Regions from separate parts of the Triticum aestivum genome. Here region 1 is linked to region 2. Evidence: chromatin contacts called from public HiCAR-type data. All regions are on one chromosome and are shown on one strand. Each heading gives the region's core, a stretch centred on a gene start, on an enhancer-like site or on the middle of the called end of the contact. The rest is flanking DNA. Distances are from core to core; before and after follow the strand shown. Region 1 holds the start of LOC123060662 (GDSL esterase/lipase At5g45920). Region 2 holds the start of LOC123058125 (RING-H2 finger protein ATL74).

Region 1 (6,311 bases), core at 2,037-4,536, 880 kb after region 2:
AGAGGCACGGTTGTGCCTCTTGCGGAAGGAAAACACCGCGTTTTTCGCCTCTTGCGTAAGCAAATTCGTGCCTCTCACGAAAGAGAAAAAAATATGTTTTTTTTCTTTTTTTCGAGAGGCACAGTCATGCCTCTTGCGGAAGTAAATTCGTGTCTCTAGGAGAAGTAAATACGTGCCTCCACGGGAAGCAAATCCGTGCCTCAACAAGAAGTAAATTTGTGCCTCTTGCATACGAAACGAACAGCAGAAGATGTCCATTTATGTTTCACTCATTTTCACTTGCCTTCAATACATGCAAATTGCAACATCTTCAAAACAAGTCACAAACATTGCAGACATAGAACATCGGCACAATATATCCAAGTTAGAAAACAAATCAGACACCAAACCGAACATAGCTTGTTTTCAGAACTAAAGCTGAGCCATAGTGCCTTCCTTCTGGGAATCCAACCATGCGGCGGATACCTTCTTCAAATTTCAAAGGCTTTCAGTGGGTCCTTGGGGTCAATTTCATGGAAGAGAGGGAGATCGGACCGGAGACTGTGCTGGCTGAAACCAACACTTTCCAGTGTCTTCAGCACCTCGTCGAACAAAACTTTGTTCCCGAACGGGGTGAAATGTAGCCCGTCACTGCATGATATAACAAAGTTATCGTACTAGTTCAGAATGTGCTTCGGCAAAATACTATATAATCAAAACCACTATATACCGAACATTAGGGCATTAAGAGCAGAGATGAATATAATATTCTGCTAACGTACTGGTCAATTGATGACCAATTATCATATTCCTGGATGAAGAACAGGACTTGGAAAAGGTGTACATTAGACCACTAAAGTAGTGTTCTAAACACTCTTATATTTCTTTACGGAGGGAGTATTTCTGAAGTTTCAAGCTATTTCAAGCACATAGACTAATGGCTATTAGCAAATGGTAAGAGATCATTCAGACATACAAGCGTGCAGATTATATACTACTGTATCTGAGAACATGCAATACAAAATCTTCTTTTTTATATTTTATAGGAGAGTGGAAAAAAATTAGCGTGCTAAAAGAAGAAGTGTTCAATAGCTTCCATTAGAGAAACAAAAGCGAGAGCATATAATTTGCTCTATTTACAGGTTTTTGTTTTACACTGCAGATGTTAGAAAATTATTCATGGTGTAGAATATTAAGTTAGATTTATGTGTCGCTATAATCATTGTTTTTACGATGAGATCACAGGATGCAGATTATCAACTAATTCTTAGCTTGTTTTCTCAGTCTCGTTATATAACCAAGAACATCACTTGGCAAAGTTCAATAGCACTATAGGTTGGCTCCACCTGATTCGCATAATTGTGATTCTTGATTTACCTAGAATGCCAAACATAACAAACGTTTTGTGTGTGTGTGTGTGGCCTAAAATTATAGCCAACAGCCAAAATGGTGAATTCTGGTCTGGGGTGCACTGCACATGATAAACAAGTTCCTCACTTAATTGCATTGTTTTTGATAGAAAATGTTAGGCAAATTCTGAGCAACAGTCTGCCCGAGGATTTACACCTATTTTTTTAACATTCAACAGAAGTAGAAAACCATTTTTATCTTATCTGGCCATTTTCATAACCAGCAAAGAAAGCAGCTCATAGAATGAATAATCTCGCAATTATTAAGCCTTTGCACCGTCAACATTAGGTATAAGAGTTCTTCAAACAGATTTGCATGATCTACCTTTGCCTACAATTTGGAAGGAGATTTGTACCTTAATGCAGACGTTTGCCAATCAGGAAATTGCTGTATCTGCGTCCAGATGTCTATAACTGGATGACCCAATTCTTTAGCAACAGCTATGCACGCCTGTGCATAAGTGCCAGCAGCTTCATTGGTTCTTTCAGGCTGTCTTGAAGGGTCATTATCTCCATATATGTCTCTGCATGGAAAGATATGGAATAAGTGTGGTTTGCATGCGAATCTGCTTTGCCAAAAGGTACAATTTATATAATTTGCTTGGAAGAAATCTCCAGGCCAGACCACAGGCCACCACCTGGCAACTGGATAACAGGATATATACAAAGCCCAATAGCACACTCCACACTGTTGAAATTGTCGCAATTTCGATTGAAAATACAGGGAACACACAAGGAACTAAACCTAATGAACTTGTTAAATAGATGCACATAGGCCGAATACTAAACACACACTGTGTACACTTAGTAAGTTCAGCCCAATTTCTTAACATTGTGGTTGAGATAAACAGTTTTGATTGACATAAATCACTGCAAACACAAGTGACTGCCCGCATCCACAATGGTATATGGAATATAGAAAAAGGAAACCCACAAGGGAATACAGCAAAGGTAAACCCATAAGCCACAAGGGAATCAACATAAGGAAACCCATAAGGATATCCAGTGGATCCTGGTTGACCTGACCACCAATAAAGCAGTAAAAGTATGATATCGGCAAGGTGAGGGGGCTATCAGTTACCGAATCCTCGCCGGCTCGTGGATCGGCGGAGGGGTGATGAGTATGACGGCGGCGGAGGGCCACTTATTCTGCAAAACCAAACCACAGATGAGTAGCTGAAGAAGCAAATCAGCTTGAGCAGCATTCCTGTTCCAGGACCGCAACCTTGAAGTACGCAGAGATGGCGCGTAGGTTGTCCTTGTACTCCCCGAGCGGCACGTGCTGGTGCGCCTGCACCTGGTCGGGCAGGGTGGCGTCGTTGGCGCCGAAGAAGACCGTCACCGCCGCCGGGTCCGCGCCTCCGTCGGCCGCCCCCTCCATGGCTCTGTCCAGCACCTTCAGCGCCCAGCGCGTGTTGTACCCGCTGAGGCCGCGCAGCACCACATCCGCCTAATCATCAGCAAAAACCCGACGTCACGCGTAGCGGCGGCGGCGGCGCGACCGGCGAGGGGGAGGGGCGCTGCGGACGTACCTGCCTCGCGAACTGCTCCGCGAGGGCGGCGCCCCAGCCGCCGGGGGCAAAGGACTGCTCGGTGATCGAGTCGCCGAAGAGCACCAGCCGCGGCCGCATCTTGTCCCCTCCTCCCTCCAACACGGATCACGGATCGGCCGCTGGACTGGGCTTGCTGGCTGGTGGCTACCCCGGATGTCACGTCGCCTTCACGAGCGCCTCGCTTCTGCAGTGGAGTATTATACGGCCATGGCCATGTGGTAGGTTGTTGGGTGGCCTCCAGGGAGAGGTGGAATATTATTAGGTGAGCTCGTCGCGACTTTGATCGGCAAGCGGCGAGGATTCTTCGGTACTTCCGAGTCCCGACGAGCGAGCAGGTTCCGGCCAGCCGTCTTCCCCCCTTTTTTTTTAGGGTCTGGCCAACCGTCTGTTGAGCTCTCCCGGTGTGTCGTTGGGCCGATGACTGGCTGACCGGACGAAAAGCCCAGAATTTGAGGCCCGTGAACATAGAATGGATTTGAGCAAATATCGTCCTCCCACCGATGGCTAAACAGCCTCAAAAAGAAAAAGAAAAAGATGGCTAAACAGCCATGTCGGATGTCGCCACGCGCGTGTGATATGGAGAGTTCGCTGAAAGAAAAATGAATGGATCAAGAGAGAGAGAGAGCAGTTTTAAGGTTAAATTATCAAAATACAGGACGCGGACGCGGCCTATCTCAGCTTGAGCTCATATGAGCTCGGATGAAAAGTAAAATCCAAAAAATAAAATAAAATAAATCTTATTTTATTTTGGCAAACATTGATGAATATTCAAATGCTTGCAGAGCTTCATCATGGAATAACATATGTGGAAGTCGTGCCTTGCGGAAAATAAATTTAAAAACAATAAAAATTTTGAGGTAACAATAATCACTGACATGATACTTACCACTCCGAGTCAAACATAACAGGTAGACTGTACGTGCATGTGAATTCTTTTTTTTTCTTGAGGGACATGTGAATTCTCTCTGTGACACTCCCCCGCAGAAAAAAAAAGGGTGACACTGACACAGGGTACTACTCCTGATAAACATCTAAATTTCTAGCAGAGTATATATGTGGACCACATGTACATAAAAGTAGAAGTCAACACAAACTTAGTAGCATCAGCGTCCAGCCATCTATTACCTCCGTATTTAGCCTACAAGAACGTCTTATATTTTGGTATGGAGGTAGTAATTGTACAATTTGCTGAATCCAGCTGCGAGTTCCCTTCAGACGTGCACGACCTGCTTCCTGCCCCCCATTTGCCAAACTTGTTCAGCTGCAGGACATCACATCAGAGGTTTGTACCAACCCAAAACATCTCGACTTATCTTCAGGAGCATCCAACTCAATTTGTCCTTGATCTTATGCTTGTAGTCAATAAACTGCACCAACAACCTCGCTAGTTCTGAAAGTAGGATTTTCTAGGTCAGAGCAGATTAGCATGTGGTAGGCAAACTGGTAACATCAGGTGGATGTAGGGTGGGGCGGCGGTGTTGTACATTACCAATGAGTATCCTCAGATGGAGATAGCTGATGCTTGTTTTGACTCGCAACGATAGACGGTTGATTGCACCTATATTAGAGAAATCAGAATATCGGACTAACTAGGATCTCCCCGCAAACAAAAAAAGACTAACTAGGATGTTGGCAAGAGCCAATGGCTCAACCAGTTTTGATAAGCATGGAAAGTTGACTGAGACATACCAGACTCCAATCTGGACTGTTCCTCATGGCCATATATGGCACACTTTGCATAAGCAAGAAGTCGAACATGACGTGGGGCCCCTAGATTCCCTAAAATGGACCTCAATAGTCCACTGAATTGAGATCACAAATAACATTACAAACAACAAAAATGAGTGAGAAAATAGTAGCAAGGTTATGTGCTCTACAAAGATTTTCCTTACTCTGTTCGAAGTATGACCAGAAAGTCAGGCGGCAAGGATTCCATAAATGAAGATATATCATCCATTCCAAGAGAGCTCAAGTCTTGCTTTATACGTGTCTTCTCTTCACCAGATACTTGTGTTCCAAGAGCTGATTTGCTGGTGAGCATTACAACAGTTAGACATGAAAGGCTGTTTAATAAGTAACTTGTTGCACGTCACTGCCTAGCCCATAAAGTAAAACTGTAAGAACTGAGCTTAATACAATAAATATGTTTAAGCGATGAGATTCTAGCACTTAAATTGACTCTCTTGGAAAGGTTAGACTTTACTACTTAGCCCACACCTGCAAGTGGGACTCACCATGAGAGAACCGAAGCTATTAGCTAAACTTTGCTGTCCCTGTGGTCATTGGTGGCTCGCACATCAAGATTATCCAGTCAGCAACTGTATTGTGCCTAAAATAAGCATGTCACGAGGGTTCTCCTGACTCTAGTTATTACTATGGTAATCATTGAACTTTAGAATTGATGTAAAGCAGAACATGGATATGTATTAAAATTTACGGTATAGAATAGATACCAAGCTTGGTTTGTTCCTCGGGGCGATCAAATCCAGCGCAATGCATTGGGTTATGAGAAGTGGAAAGCAGTTGCCACTGCTCTTGCCCAATGGTTAGCTAGGGCCTTTTTCTGGTTCTCTCTCACCCACTTGGGATGGCACATTACTTTCTTCCAGCTCTACCAATATAATGAGGCGCCACATTTTTTGCATTTTCTCGAGAAATGAGAAACACCAAGCTGGCTTTACTCAATGCATGGCTGATGTACTAAGCGTATGTAACAAAATCATGGCTGAAGTCTAGCAATACGAACTAATGCATGGCAGAAGTACTAAGAAAATATGAAACCAATGCATGGCTGACGTAAATAAATAAAAAGCCTGGTGTTCATTTTTAAGTTGTCTATTCTAGGTTGCCATAAAAAAAACTTAATGTCTTTGTATGAGCTACCTGATCAGAAATAATTTCCTAACTTTTCGAGTGTGGACTTATATGCATCCGTTGCTTAAGAAAATTAGTGTATTATAAGAATTTCCCTATTAACGTTGAACATGACTTTTCTCATGTTTTTTGCCCCATAATGAAAAGTCCACAGAACATTGCAATATTTGAGCATTGTGGTGGAAGTGAAAAAAGGTTTACCTGTATATAGTCCTTCCAGTGAATATTAAAGGGAAGTACTTTGCATATTTTCCGACACCAAACTGTTCACCTAACTCCAGAATTTTTGGCACATCCAGCGATATCAATGCTTTCCACAGCTTACAATAGTCCAGTCTAAACTTTGGGTCCAATTCTTTATAAATGCCATGATCCAACAAAACTGTAAAAGTATGCACCATTTTACCAATTAAAAGCAATACAAGTTCATTCTGTCAAATAGGAAGAGCTGAATAAACCCAGCCATTATGATATAATGAATATAGACAAGCAGAAA
Region 2 (6,318 bases), core at 892-3,391:
AAAAACTAACCCATAGGAAGTCGTGTCAATTTTTTGGGGCTCAGCATTGTACAGGAGATGGAAACATTTTTTTACCCGATGTGAGGGACTAAATAAAACCATAAAACAACCTCTACATATCCCTAATAAAACTTGTACGTTAGCAATGGTTCATTTTTTTCATTATTTACGAATATGTTTTAGTTTTTGTGTACATTTTTGAAAAATTCTCAAATATGTTTTGAATACTTGATATTTAAAAAAAATCATGAACATTTTTCATTTCACGATCATTTATTTGAAATCGTGTTTTTTAATAATATGCGAACGATTTTTTAAAATCGTGATCATTTTATGATATTCCGAATGTTATTTGAATTCACAAACAGTTTATTGTTTCTTAATATTTTTAAAAAAACTCACAAGTTTTTGAAATTTGGTTCTTTTGAAAATCCCGAATTAATTTGAAGAAGGAAAAACTAAAATAAAAATGAGAAAGTAAAAATCAAAAAGCAAAATAGGTAACAAGGGTGCTACGACCTGCAAATGGGCCGGCTGATTACAGCGTGCGGGAGGAGGAGGCGCGCTTGCTGAGAGAAGGAGAAAAAAAGGAGAGAAAGGGGGTAGGAACCAGGATCAAACCCGGGTCTCCCATCAAGAGGGTGGAGGTCCTATCCATTGCGCTCCTCGGGTGCTTATGTTATGTGAGTGTATCAGTATATAAGAACAGCGGAACCCGACCAGTATTTTGAGATAAAAATGAACCATTTTTCCTCCCTTACGGATGACACGGTGGATAATTTATGGCAACTTCGGGGCAATTACTGTGACGTACCATCTAGAAAATGATGCAATGATGTTAGAAGCTTATCGCTTTTGGATGATCGTGCTATTTAAATCGGTCAACTAGCTCGTCACGAGGCAAGATGAGACCGGGTGTGAAAAACTTAAGTATGGGCAATTTTCGGTGTGTTTTGACATCTCAGCTGGCCCAAGATGGACGGGATGATCGTCGTGATTGGCCCTGCATATAATAGATGTTTTAAAAATAACATATATAATTGTAAATGGTAAAATTTGAGACCGGTCCGGTCAATATCTGTGGGCACGCCCGCGGACATTTGTGGACTCAAATTTGCAACCTGATGCTCTTACAAAAACTTTACATACTTACTATACTAGTATGCGATGAAGGAACAATCAGTCTCTAGTTCTACATAGAGTAGTATGTTACACTGTACACTTGTTTCCGGTCCCCCTCGAGGCTGGATGCCTGGATTATATAGCTAGGCAAAGGGAGATGCCGATTGACTACCTGCCGCCGATGCTTACCCGCGCACGTCTCTCTGGGTATCCGTGAAGCCACCTTGTACGGTCACTATCAAGGTTCCTCCTGCACCAAGCAACGTCGGTTGCGGCGGCTCCGTGCCCGACGACGACGACTGCGCAGCCGCCTCCGCCTTGCCGTCCCCCCGGCCCTGGGACAGCTCCGCCTCCGTCCGGCAGAGAGGGCACGTCGTCCTGGTGCGCAGCCATGCGTCGACGCACTCCACGTGGAATACGTGCCCACAGTTCGGCAGCTGCCGCACCGCGTCTCCGTCCGCGAGCTCCGACAGGCACACGGCGCAGTCGGCCCCAGCGGCGCTGGTGGAGCCGGCCTCCTTCCGGTGCACGGTGACCGGCAGCGCGGAGAGCGCGGACGCGTCCAGCCCGTGCCGCCGGCTGCCGATCCTTCCGAACGAGTTGATGGACCGGAAGATGCCAGCGGCCAGGCCGCCGCTGCCGCGGCCTCCGCCTCGGCCAGAGCGATACACCAGCACGTACAGCAGGACGCGCATGACGACGATGGCGACGGTGAGCCCGAAGAGGACGAAGACGACGGTGAGCGCGACGCGCCCAGTGAAGCTGTAGTTCAGCTGCCGCTCGTACGGATCCCCGGCGCCTTCCGGCGTGGCCGGCGCGCCAGCCATGGTGCTCCCTGACATGGCACTGATCGACAAGCTTAGCAGGACTCCCAGACTGAAAAAAGAGATGGAAGAAAGAGAAGAAGGCAATGTCAGGTTTAGCAGCACTCAACTGCATGTGTGTTCTCTCACAGCTTAATTAGCTTGGGCAAGAGAAGACGCTGCTCGGTTCAACGAGTGGTGTCATTGTCACGTATACAATAGAATTACGAGGCACTTTCAAAAAACAAAGAATTACGAGGCTGACAATCCTCAAAAAAAAAAAAAGAATTACGAGGCTGACATGTGGGGTGACGAGAAAACAATTGCAGATCACACGCATATTGCTCATTGGTCATGGTCAGGTACTCAGGTCTGGGAGATGTGGGCTTGATCAGCGTGGTTTGAGTACGTTTACCTGAGCTTTCGGTCCACACAAGACTTTTCTGTCGTGTAAATTTGTAATAGGAAGTGTACAGGCGAAGGCAAGACGAAACTTCGAGGAACTGAACAACCAAGATAAAAACGTTGACTTTGCAAACCCGACCAAAGAACCAATATGTGTTGAGCATCAGTAACACAAGCGCTCATATACACGCGCATACACTCATTCTTATGAACGAACACACGCACACCCTACCCCTATGAGCACCTCCGAGAGACTGAGCCGGCATATTATCTTGAGATTTACGAAGTCACCGTAGGCGCCTCGTCGTCGACGGGAACGTCTCCTCCCACTGAAAGCGCATCGCCGGAAATCCTGAAATAAATCCAGAAATAATGCGAGCACCAGGATTTGAACTCTGATGGGTTGGGGATACCACTGTCCACCTAACCATCTCAACCACAGGTTGGTTCGCCAATATGTGATTTGTTGGTTATAGGAGAACAGTGGTATCCCTAGTTCACCCGTGGTTGGATGGTTAAGACTTGACACTAGTGCTCTCGTATTTTTCTGAATTTATTTCAAGGCATTCGGCGATGTGCGTTCAGTGGAAATAGACATTTCCGACAACTACAAAAGCGTCTCTGATGATTTTTTTTAATATTAAGATGATGTGCCGGCTTAATCTCTTGAAAGTGCTCATATGGGTAGGTATGAGCATCTGCGTAACCAAAAAAATGTTTTTTTTAATGTTTTGATGTTGCTCATCACGTCTGCCACACATACTGGACCCAAGAACTTTAAACACACATAAATTTCTTGAAGACCATTCGGGTTTGAGTGTGAAAATTTCTGCAAATGGAATAAAGCTGAGCATGGAAATTTCTTCAAACCAAAAAGAGCCGGAACGATGCAGCAAAACGACTGCCACGACAAGCAAAGTGATAATCCTACATCCACGTAAAGCTATGAACCCCTCTTACGTAAACTTCCAAGAAAAAAGTCACATGTGGCAAGAATCATAGGGTATTTATTCCAAGATTATAAAATTACAATCTTCAGCGACTAGCTCACTGACACACAGAGGAAGGTGGTTTAGCCAGCACGTAGTGCTATCCCCATTCCGTCCAAATGTTGCTAAACAATGTGCAACTCTACTTTGAAAGCGATAATTTTTTACTGGAACAGGCATAGTTGGAACTTCCATGGGCTGGGCTGGGCGTAACAACTCAAGCACCAGGGCTATATATCACCCGTTGCAAGGCAGAGTTATGTCTCGCCTCTGTCGGGCGCTCTAATAGCCCGGCCCTTTACTGTACCATGTTTTTTTGTGTTCCTTTTTCGCCCTTGGTTTTTATTTTGTTTTTTCTTTGGGTTTTTTATTGCGTTTTTATTTTTTATTTTTTTCTTTCTTTGGTTTTCTTCGGGGTTATTGTTTCAACACATGTCTACATTTTTCATATGCATCGTACAATTTTCTTTTTGTCATACACATTGACTTTTTAAAAACAATACTTGTTAACATTTTAAAAAATATGCATGGTGTCTAATTTTCCATACCCTTTGCATATTTTTCTATGCATATAAAACTTTTTCTATACACATTGAACATTTACGAAGTACTCCCTCTATTCCAAAATATAAGTCTTTCTAGAGGTTCCAATAGGTGACTACATACGGAGCAAAATGAGTGAATCTACACTAAAATATGTCTACATACATCTGTATGTTGTAGGCCATTTGAAATATTTAAAAAGACTTCTATTTCGGAACGGAGGGAGTACATGATTAACATTCTACAAAAACATGTTTGAACCTTTTTCAAATACATGTTAAACATTTTTCAAATACACATGGCATCATTTTTTGTATGATAAAAAACATTTTTTGGAGCTATGCAAGATTTTTTTACATGTACAAACATCTGTATGAAAAATGTCATGAACACATTTTTGAAACAAGTGAATAGTTTTTAAAATGTAACATACATTTTTTTGGAATGTATGTGACATGTTTGAATTACAATAAAGTTTTATAATGTATAGCATTTTCTTAAATGTCATATGCATTTTATTTTTGCAAGTCATCATATTTTTTAAATGTCACAAACATTTCTTGTACACATGCTTACCATTTTCCGCATACATGATTAAGAGTTTCTACTTTTTTGCGAAAATGGTCCAGATCTATTATCAAAGTTCGGCGGAACTACAAAGCATCTCGAATATAATAAAAAATACACCAAGATTCCAAGACCCCCAAACAACTAATACTGCTGCTAGAACAAGCCGCTGATGTGTTGTTGTCCTTGCTCCCCTATGGGAGCCGACTTGACCTGGTCGATGACAACCGAAAAGTCTTCGTGCACGTGCCCATAAGGACCGGCGCCTTAGAACCACAGTCAATGCTGTTGAACCCTTGCATTGATCAGAAACACCTGACACCAAATCTCGCCACAAAGACGAGAAACCCTAACCTCACTGTCCTAAGAGACGGTAGGGATCTACTCCCTCCGTCCCAAAATATAAGAACAATTTTAACACCTAGCATAGTATCAACAATGTTCTTATATTTTGGGACAAAGGAAGTATGTTGGAGCTCCATCGACTACGTCCACACAGACATACTCAAGGAGAATCGGAGCCCGAAAGACAAACACGAAGAACTAGTGCCGCCATCTGCCTGAGCACCACATTGCGAGGACTAAAAAACCCTAACCTAAATTATTAACCGGAGCGGTGGCACCGGAATTCCCTTCCCGGCTGCCGGCTACCAAAGTGGCAGGGATAGGGGAGGCGAATACACGGACTCACCGATGAAGTTTGGAGAGAAGAGTTTTCCCTAGTCACCTAGGGTTACGGAAGGAAAATGAGCCCCTGAGATGGATCAAAAAGTTGAAGGATTGTTCCTGTTTATCTTTATTGCTTCACAATTTACATTTTCTACTATTTTTCATTCACATTATTTATTTTCCATATACATTAGAGACATTTTTCATACATATTTAATATTTTTCAAATGCATGATTAACGGTTTTTTAAAAATTAGGTGAAGTATTTTTTATGATATATATATTTAGAATATTTCAAAATATAAATAACAGACAAAACGTAATTTTTCTTACGAAAACGTGAATAAAAAATCAAAAGAGAAAAAACATGTGTGATGTCAGCACGACGATGCCACACTGTTGCTGGGTCGTCCCAGTACCAGCTCCCTGCACACTGTTGGAAATATGAGCAATTTACCAAATGATTTTATTAACAGAAATACTAGATAAAGCATGACTAATATAGAAGAGATAAAACAAGTCATGCGTTCTGACAGAGGGAAGGTAAATAGCTTCTGCATATATGAATCGTAGCCTATCATATCTAAAGCAGATAGTATAGCAAGTACATATATGAAGTAGAACCTGACATGTGTAGGACAAGGACCAGAACAAGGAACTGTGGTAGAACCTTTAACAGGAAAGACAAGAACACGTACGGGACAGCAGCAGCAGAAGTGCTGGACTTGGGGTCGGTGTCCTCGCTTGGCATGTTGTCGAGGAGGTCGTGGACGTCGGGGAAGAAGTCGTCGTCGGGGAAGTAGTCATCGGCGACCGGATCGTCCGTGATGAAGCAGCCAGTAGTCGCGCTGAGCGCTCCCCAAAAACCTTATCACCCTTCTCTCGTACAGGACTCAAAAGGTGCGATTTCGGAGGCCTACTGTCCCGACCTGCGGTGCACACCGCAAGCCGGGATGGGGAAGATCGTAGCAGCAGCGCAGTGCTTAGGAACTTTCTTTGTGGCGAGAGGAGGGGGATCTTCTGGTGTGTCTCTCTGGAGAGGAGCGACCTCTCTTATATATGCACAGGAGAAGGACGCGAAGAGACTGCGGCGGAAGGTGAAGCAACGAAGGGAGACGAAGCGAATAGGCAGCGGCCGAAGAGGCGCGCCGTTCGAATTCAGTGTCCACTACAGAAAAACGTTTCAACTCCCACGTGACCTTTTGTATACCCGTCGTGCG

Evidence for each region. HiCAR-type assays count read pairs that join an accessible place to other places.
Region 1: a contact with region 2 is called in a HiCAR-type map of leaf, with 9 times the contacts expected there. The contact joins the promoter of LOC123060662 here to the promoter of LOC123058125 in region 2. A contact is called at or near these places in 2 of 5 Hi-C or Micro-C datasets (both in leaf) and 1 of 1 datasets of contacts at active chromatin or transcription factors (leaf).

What each region holds. Positions count from the first base shown.
Region 1 is chr3A:130,705,527-130,711,837 of IWGSC CS RefSeq v2.1, forward strand. LOC123060662 (GDSL esterase/lipase At5g45920) reads right to left here and starts at 3,287. Exons shown (of 5, transcript XM_044483462.1): 1 at 2,921-3,287; 2 at 2,614-2,838; 3 at 2,470-2,537; 4 at 1,745-1,912; 5 at 231-630. The coding sequence starts at 3,019. The coding sequence ends at 471. LOC123060663 (aarF domain-containing protein kinase 1) reads right to left here. Exons shown (of 16, transcript XM_044483464.1): 12 at 6,017-6,197; 13 at 4,834-4,971; 14 at 4,631-4,743; 15 at 4,431-4,499; 16 at 3,792-4,331. The coding sequence ends at 4,213.
Region 2 is chr3A:129,825,409-129,831,726 of IWGSC CS RefSeq v2.1, forward strand. LOC123058125 (RING-H2 finger protein ATL74) reads right to left here and starts at 2,142. Exons shown (of 1, transcript XM_044480948.1): 1 at 1,058-2,142. The coding sequence starts at 1,964. The coding sequence ends at 1,308.